3 separate regions of the Mus musculus genome follow, and all the other regions are linked to region 3. A link is a contact called in public HiChIP or PLAC-seq and promoter capture Hi-C data. All regions are on one chromosome and are shown on one strand. Each heading gives the region's core, a stretch centred on a gene start, on an enhancer-like site or on the middle of the called end of the contact. The rest is flanking DNA. Distances are from core to core; before and after follow the strand shown. Region 1 holds the start of Mrpl39 (mitochondrial ribosomal protein L39). Region 2 holds the start of Jam2 (junction adhesion molecule 2). Region 3 holds the start of Usp16 (ubiquitin specific peptidase 16).

Evidence for each region. Promoter capture Hi-C pulls out the DNA fragments that hold promoters and counts their contacts. HiChIP or PLAC-seq counts read pairs in DNA pulled down with a chosen protein or histone mark.
Region 1: a contact with region 3 is called in a promoter capture Hi-C map of second pharyngeal arch cranial neural crest. The contact joins the promoter of Mrpl39 here to the promoter of Usp16 in region 3. A contact is called at or near these places in 8 of 39 promoter capture datasets (cranial neural crest, frontonasal cranial neural crest, hippocampal neurons and 4 more), 1 of 115 datasets of contacts at active chromatin or transcription factors (pro-B cells) and 1 of 9 other capture datasets (liver).
Region 2: a contact with region 3 is called in an H3K27ac HiChIP or PLAC-seq map of embryonic stem cells, with 6 times the contacts expected there. The contact joins the promoter of Jam2 here to the promoter of Usp16 in region 3. A contact is called at or near these places in 3 of 39 promoter capture datasets (the 3T3-L1 cell line, cranial neural crest and hippocampal neurons) and 6 of 115 datasets of contacts at active chromatin or transcription factors (embryonic stem cells and fibro-adipogenic progenitors).

Annotation. Positions count from the first base shown.
Region 1 is chr16:84,733,926-84,736,625 of GRCm38.p6, forward strand. It overlaps Mrpl39 (mitochondrial ribosomal protein L39), which reads right to left and starts at 1,319. Exons shown (of 10, transcript NM_017404.5): 1 at 1,229-1,319; 2 at 482-688. The coding sequence starts at 1,292.
Region 2 is chr16:84,772,739-84,775,457 of GRCm38.p6, forward strand. Jam2 (junction adhesion molecule 2) reads left to right here and starts at 1,385. Exons shown (of 10, transcript NM_023844.5): 1 at 1,385-1,815. The coding sequence starts at 1,749.
Region 3 is chr16:87,453,560-87,456,340 of GRCm38.p6, forward strand. It overlaps Usp16 (ubiquitin specific peptidase 16), which reads left to right and starts at 1,426. Exons shown (of 18, transcript NM_024258.2): 1 at 1,426-1,543.

The DNA of each region.
Region 1 (2,700 bases), core at 69-2,568, 2.7 Mb before region 3:
CCTCTCTAACAATAGAAACAAAACAATTAACGTCAGCATTCACTATACTTATGTTTCCATTCACACATTTAGTACCTATACTAGATAAAACCACAACATGGGACAAGTAGGAAGGAGATGAGACATATACTCGGGGGGAAAAAAAAAACTAAAAAGATAAAGGTAGAATAAATGAAAACTCAAGAAAAAAACAAACCAAAACAAACCAAAAAAACAACCCTCAAAATACTTTAATGAGACCTGCTAGATAAATGCTCCCAGAACATGCATATTACATAGTCATATTCAGACAAACTAGGGAGACAACCTGTACAGCAGAGAAATGCTACGATACCCACCGTACCCACAAAACAAAGGGGACAGTGGGTGGCAAAATGGCTGCAAATAAATTCTACAGCTTCGCCAAGTAATGACAGCATGTTCCCCTCTGCAGTGCTCTGCACAGCGCGTGTAAAATGGTCAACATTGTTCTGCTGCTTACGCATGGCACAACTGTAAGGGGTTGAGATGTTTTTATTCATCACGAAGACAGTGCCGGGATCAGTTTTCCCAACATGCTTAACTTCGATCTTCTCCGTTCGGGGGGTTAACGATAACTGCCTGCTTTTCTCTCTGTTAAACAGATCATTCCGCATTTCTGTCAGCTCCGTGGGTGACAGCTCGGCAGCTGGCGACGTCGCTATAAATCCTATTAAGAAAGCAAAGTACGTAGTTTACTCTGGACCTGTAACAAGTATTGAAAACGGTAGAATTTTGCAGAACATAAGTCAAAAATTCGACTGAGGCAAACTTGAACCACTTTATAATGTTAATAATTTAGGATCCAACAACGAAAAAACAAAAAACAAAAACGCTGGGCTCTGATTTACTCTCACATCACCACCGATTTCCTCAGTGGCGTCCTAAAACCAGACTCGATTGGGAAGGAGAGCAAAGTTGTAGTTGGAAACGGTCTGGAGGGGAGGAGAACGCTCCAGGAAGGCGGAATCCCCGTGTCCAAACGATCAATAGCTAGCATGAGAAATGCTGAACTTTTCTTCCACACCCCAAAGCAAGGGACTTGGCTAGGCAAGCGCGAGTCCTCACTCCCTGGGAGATGGGGACATGTTTGCCGAAGACTGGGGCTCCTAAAACCCCCCACAAGAGCCGCCCATGCCCGCATCCCTTCTCTTTCCCTGATTCCTGCACCCCAGATTGTCTTCCCACACCGGGAACACAAAAAACTCACTCCAGCGAGCCCCGCCGCCCGCGCCGGGCCGCCGAAGAACCAGCCTTCCCACCGCGGTAGCCATGGCTTCCCGAAGTAGCCAAGGTAGCTCGGCGTCCCGGTCCTTCTCGTCCCTCTTCCCCCGGAAACGCGGAACCCGCGGCGGAGGTTCCGTAGGACTGATCAGCTCGGGACCGGATGCTAGGAGCGCGCCGAGCCACGCGGGGGCGCATGCGCGCCTCTCCTTGGATGGCTCACCCTTGGCCGCGCTGCGAGTCTTGTCCTTGGCTCGGGGACGACCGGCTGCCCTGAGGAGTCGCAGAAGTGTCTATTGGACAGAGGAGTCACACAGGCGCCTTTGTCTCACGAGGGTTCCAGATTCCCGGCAGAAAAAAATTAGAGGAGGACTCTTTGCGTTACGTCTTTGACAGTCTGGCCAGCCACGCCGGGTACAACTCTAGAGGGTGGAAATAAAAGAGGTTTGCAAAAGTGAGTTTCAGGTCGGCTGCAGTGGGGCTGAACCCGGTTCACCGTTTAGTCGGCCACGTTCCTGGGCTCTTGGAAACACGTCGTGTTGATTTTGCAAAGAACGTCCTAGAACTCTTTTCCGAATGATCTAGGCACGACTGCACGGAGTAACCGGGAATCTGTGTCTCGTCCCTGGATGTATCCCAGAAACGCAAACCGTGCTTGGCAGCTCAGCAAATATTTGTTATGACGGTTGGTAAAAACACACTGCTACATCTAACGCCTTTGTGGTGCCAGCACGTTCCCGTTGGAGCAGCATTCTTTACTTCTGCAAAGCTGAACCAATGAACCAATATAGTTTTATAAATTTAGTCAGGAATTTTCACATGATCCCTACTTTTAACTTGTGGTGGAGCACACACTGCCACCAGGCGGAAGGGTAAGCTCGGTCACAAATGCTATGTTTTATGCCACACAAATGTGCTGTCTCCTTGGCCCAAATAATACATGTTTACAATTGCATAGGGAAAGTGTTAAGACCTTTCCTCATCTTTAAGGCAAGACATGTAAGTATAAATTTGGATTCAACCATTCAATATTGTACTGGCCTATCTCATGTAAAGTCCTCGGCCGAGAATAGTGACTGATGCCTGCAATCCCTCCTCAAGAAGGCTTAGGTAGGAGCTGGAGAAGCCTTTAGCTACTTAACACACCTTTTCCTAACAATAGAAGTTCTAAATCAACTCTGGAAAAGTGTGCGCGCGTGTGAGCGTGCATGTGTGTTTCTTCCTTAAATGTTCTATGGTTCCCCTGAAAGCTTTCAGCTTCACAGCTTTTAGAGATTGTGTCCATTTCACCCCACCCCGAAAACTATAGTTCACGGCCACATTTAAAACAATCCTCTGGACGTTAGCTTGAGAAAAATTAATCATAAGCACATCTGCACACAGCTGATTGGAGCGTCTACTATCGCAGAAAGTAATTTTGCTGGAAGGATGCCACAGGTGATACTGACCAACAAGTAC
Region 2 (2,719 bases), core at 135-2,634, 2.7 Mb before region 3:
ATGGCTTAGATGTGGGCTGCATGGATGTGTGGATCCTTGGCTCTGTATTTTATCTCACTTCAGGGCCCCAAAGACAGACTTGGGGTTCACTGGAACTCTACAATGTGGCTATATCGAATCAATCAATCAATCAATCAATATCTCTCCCTTTCTCTTCTCAGTTTTCACGACTAATTTGACTCTTTTAATTGGATTGTCAAGGACAATTGACTTAACCTGTCTCTGAGCACAGGCCTTAAGTCTTTTTTTTTTTTTTTTTTTTTTTTTGCCTTAAGTCTTAAGTTAGATGACACCCTTACTCCCTTACTGTTTGTGAGTTTGGGCTACCAGCTCCATTTTTGCCTTTTTTTTTTTTTTTTTTTTTAACTTTGCTTTTCTTGCCCTCAGGGGTCTTCTGTCCCCTCCCCTTCCCCATGAGGGCCAAAGCTTTCATCACTGTTGCCCAGGCAACAGTGGGGATGCCTCATTCCTCACAGCTCTGCATATCTAAGTATATCTTAAGCCTTTGTCCGCAAGGCTGGCTCAATTCTTTGTAAGTGGTCCACCACTAAATCAGCCATCCTCTACACATAATTATTTATTATTTAGCTTTATTTAAAACGATTTTAAAAAATGTCTTCACCTGACAACGGCCTTTACACAGACGGGTCAATTTTCTTGAATGCCCCAGCCATCAGTTCTGGAGAGGAAATGTGAAAATCGCCTTTGCAAGTGCACGCTTCCGAAGTGCGGGTCAATTTTAAAGCACGCACTGGAGCATTCATAATGGATTTCCCTTTTAAAAGCACATGAGACCAAAAATAAACCTGACAAAAGGGCAGCTGTAGAGTTTTAACATGTGGAAAACTCCACAGGCGGCAGTTACATAACGGGGAAGAAACAAGATAAATATTTCACACCGTTAGATGAACTTCCAGATGACAACTAAGAAGCCAAGAGCCCAGAACACACCTTAACTCTCTAAGGGGTTGGGGGGACGGGGAGGACGGACTTGAAGCCAGAAGAGGCTAAGCCTGATGATAAAATCTGGGACCTGACTTGCAACTTGAGTGATGCCTTTGTCCCCCGCCCCCTCCGCCCCTCCCCACCCCCCCTTTCTAGAGGCAGGGGCTGAGCTCATGCCCCTATACTTTAAGAGCGCTTCGCCAGCGGTTTTGTCCGCTAGATAGAAATTTTCCAAAAAATATCTCCCACGCTAGGCAAAACACTGAAAAGGAAGTTTTTTTGCGCCAAGAGGAGAGACATGGCGAGACAGACCGAGCCACTACCGCTCCCAACACACACACACCCTGCCCATCCCACCCGGCTGCGCTCCTCCTGCCCCCAGCTCCTCGCCCTGGGGACAGCTGGCAGCCTAGCGCGGGACTAGACACAAAGCGGATCAGTCTGGGGGCGGGGGGCCGACCTGCAGGGTTCTCCCTCAAGAGGCTAGTCCTCTGCCGCCACTCGCTTAGGACCCTGCGGACACCGCGTCCCGCGTCCACGCCCTCCCCTCAACCCTCTTCCACCCTTCAAAAGAAGGACTGTCCCAGACACCACGTCCTAGGGCCAGAAGACCTGCCCCCACGACAGTCGCTGGAGACACCCCAGACCGGAGAGACTGACATCGGGACAGGACCCGCCCCTCTGCTTCCACCTCTCAGGGACCTCCTCTGCTCCGCCGCCGGGCGAAGTGCTGGGAGACCCAGCCGCCTGTCGCGCTCCTGCAGGGGGACCCTCAGCTAGGCAGCCAGCTGGCGCCCGCGTAGATGGCGAGGAGCCCCCAAGGCCTCCTGATGCTGCTGCTGCTACACTACTTGATCGTCGCCCTGGACTGTAAGTCTCTGGGGTAACAGTCCTTTCCACCCTCCGGTCTGGCTATACCAGCCTCCGGGACCCTCGCCTGCAGGCATGGCGCTCAGTGCTAGGGGGTCTGTCTCGGGGCGCCAGGCTTTGCAGTCTGGGAGCACGGAGGGTAATCTGGATGAGGGCAGGCTCTGGGCAGGGAGACTGAAGTCCTGTGCGTCTTGTAAATAGTGTTGGATCTGGGCAGTTAAGAATTGAAGAAAACAGACGATCCTCATCTCCTTGCAAAGTCCGAGGAAGTTTTCAAAGACACCGGGACGTGATCAGAATGCAAAACTCTCTAAGTATTCAAGATGCGAAGAGCCCAAGAAAGATGGCATCCGGGGTTGGCGAAGGCCACTCTTAAGTAGCTGCGGCTGAGGGATCAGTGGTTACGGTCCCAGCTGCCCCGGGCAAGGTGCTGGGTAAAGCACTTTAGAGGCGGTAGCGGGGTGAAATTAGCTGAGCCCCAGTAGCTTTTCGCCTTTACGCCTGCAAAACCGGCTTAGAGAAGTCTGTCCGCTCCAGCCAGCTGCCGTGTCCTCAGGGGATGTCCAGCCAGCGGGACTGGCTGTTAGGATTGTTAGAAAGGCGCAGGCGATGAATGAGCGAGCTGGCAGCTGGCATAGCTGCGGAGGCGTCCCAAAGCCAGTTTAGTTTCTCTGGGTACTTTGAAAGAGGATTTGCGCGGGTGCTGGCCTAATGTGATTTGAAATTTGATTTTTGTTTTCTTCGCGTTAACTTTTTAGGAAAAGGTAGGAAATTACTATCTATTTTTAAGTGAGGAAGTCCTTGTTGTTGTTGTTGTTGTTGTTGTTGATGATGATGATAAACACCCTCCCCCTCCCTGTTATCTTTTGTTCTGTTGGTTTCTTCACTAGGGAGGGGTAAATGT
Region 3 (2,781 bases), core at 176-2,675:
GAGGATGCCCTTGCCTGACAGCAATGGGAGGGGAAGCCCTTTGTCCCAGGGAGGTTTGAGCCCCAGCATACAAGGATGCCAGAGAGGTGGGGCTGGAGAGTGTGGGTGGGTGGGGGAGCACCCTCATATAGGCAGAGTGGAGTGGGGAGGGCACATGTGGGATGAGAAGTTGGTGGAGGGGTAACTGGGAACTGGGATATCATTTGAGATATAAACCAATAGAGTGATTAATTAAAAAAAATTATACTGGCCAATTTTCCAGTTTTATGCTACTATTTCAACATAGTTTTATCTGACAACTAGTAAGTTTGAATATTTCATTTGCAATCTTTTAGAAGGCCATATATCTAGAAATGAGCTCAAGCTGGACTATGGAAGGATTTCGGGTGGTTAGATAAAAAGCCAACATTCCTCGGGATCTTTGAGGTTTGAGGAACCTTGAGGGTTTGTTTTCTCCCCAAAAGGACTCATGTCCCTTGCCTCTGACAGAAGGGACATGATTCTCCATTAATATACACTCGCGGTTGCCTATGATAGGTCTAGATAAGTCTAGAACTGGCCTCTAGGCTCCCTCAGTCCCGGTTCACAAGTACACATCTCAAAGCCTTCACCCTAGCCCGCAGGACCTTCTCTCATCTGGGTCCTGATTCCCGTTCTCTTTGCCCCTTCCTTGCCCCCGACTCTTCTGGCTACTTTTTTTTTTTTTCAATCGTGCTATGTCCATCCACTCTTCTTTCCCACTCTCTTGCTTCCCTAGCCCTGGCCTTCCTCTCTCTGCACTGGACTCTTCCCGATGCCTTTGAGTAGTTTTTCTCTTATTCACAATAAAAACCTTCCCCCTAACTGAGCGGCAGTTTCAAGTGGTTTCTTTATGGCATCCCCTCGCACACACCATCAACTGTTCTTTTACCGTGTTGCTTACTTCTGCCTATTTTGCTACTAACACGCACAGGTAGTTTTCTGTGATTACTGTCTCCGCTGAGGTCCGCTTAACGGGTGCTACAAAAGACTCGGCACAGAGTGTGTAGTTACTGTTTCTCGTCAACCAACCGCAACTCAAATCTTCAGGACTTTACACTGTAACATTCCCCTTTAATTCCTGTCAGTTTGGACAAGGTCAGCAAGGTGAAGGCTGGGGTTGGAAGAAAGAACACTCACATTTATAAGCGAGTGGGACAGGATTAGGGGAAAGGAGAGACGTGTGTAATTACGTCGCTCTCTTGGCCATCCTGCAGAAATAACGTATTTAAGAGAGGTAGCCATGAAGGACTTTCCAAGCCAAGGGCCAGGACCCGTCATCCACTCCCTAGGAGGATTTAAATTACTCCACAGTTAACACTGCAGTGAACACGTGGCGGGCCTCCCACGCACCCACCCCAAGGGAGGCCGAGCCATTTCCCACAATGCCGCGTTCCGGAAGTTGCCTCTCCGGGAGGGTGGCTGGTTCCACCGCGTCGCTCTCTCTGCGTCACCTGGAGGAAGCGGAGCTGGCGGCCGGCTCCGGGCCCGTCGCGGGAGGCAGTTATGGGCGCCGTCGCCCCGGGTGAGTACCGGCCACCCCCGCCGCCGCCACACTCCCGCCCTGCCTCGGCCTCATCCTCATCTACTGCGGGTGCTGTCGGCTCCAGGGCCGGCCCGGTGGGCGCCGAGCAGTCGGTAGGGCCGGCGGGCGACGGGAAGGGTGGCTGGGCGGGCGGCTGGCGTGCGAGCTCCGGGGAGCGCCCGGTGACACCGTGTGCGTTGTAAGCGCGGCTGGCGCTGCCACCTCCGGGTGACAGCCTACGTCGAAACTGGAGAGCCACGTTGTAGAGAGACCTGCTGACAGGGGCTTTCCGACATTGCCTTGGTGGTGATGATGGCTTAGCGAAGGCAGAGGAGGACCGGGAGGGCAGAAAAGGAAAGCAGCCGGCTGGATAGGAGGCTGACAGCAGGAGTTGTGATTTCAGCCAAGGGAGGGAGCCGCGAGCGAGTAGTTGGACCAAGGTGGCAATTCTCGTCTGAAAACTCCCCTGGACGCTGCGGGACCGAGCATTACTGTTTTATAGACGCCGTTCCCACGGCGCAGCAGTGACCTTCACAGCTGTCAGAAGTTTACTGTAGCTCCTTCAGTAGCATCGACTGACACTTCAGTCATGGGTTTGGTTGCCCTAATTAAAAGTTTGTCTTTCAAGTTTCCCTCTGCTGTCTCAAGGGAAGCTGCAGTCCTTAAACCAGATCTTCTAGCTCTGTCTCCACAACTGAAGGCTTATGATTTAATTAATGTCCGCATGTCCGCCTTTTTCTTTTACACCTGAAGTTGTGCCTTCTCAGGTAATATTCTCTCTCATCTCATCTCATCTCATCTCTCTGTCCCTCTGTCCGTCCGTCCGTCCGTCCGTCCATCTGACCACCTCGCTGTAGCTGGCCTGGAGCTTTGTAACTGCCTACTTTTGCGGTGCTGGGATTAAAGGTGTGCGCCATTAGCGGAGGAAGTTTTTCTTGAGGACCTACTATGTACTCACAGTATGCTATAGGCAAGATAGAAATTCTGCCCAGAACCAGTTCTTTCTCCTAAGGCTTCGGATTTCAGAGGAGGGTGGGGGTAGGGTGGGAGGGGGAGGGGGAGAGGGAGGAAAGGAGAGAGAAATTGTTCAGATTATAGATTTGAAAAGCAGTTTACTGTGGTAGAGAAACAGATACAGGATAGTACATATCTTTTTCCTCTCTGTCCCTCTCTGTGTGTTTGCTTTGTTCTTCGAGACAAGGTCTTCTTGTACAGCTTTGGCTGTCTTGGAACTCGCT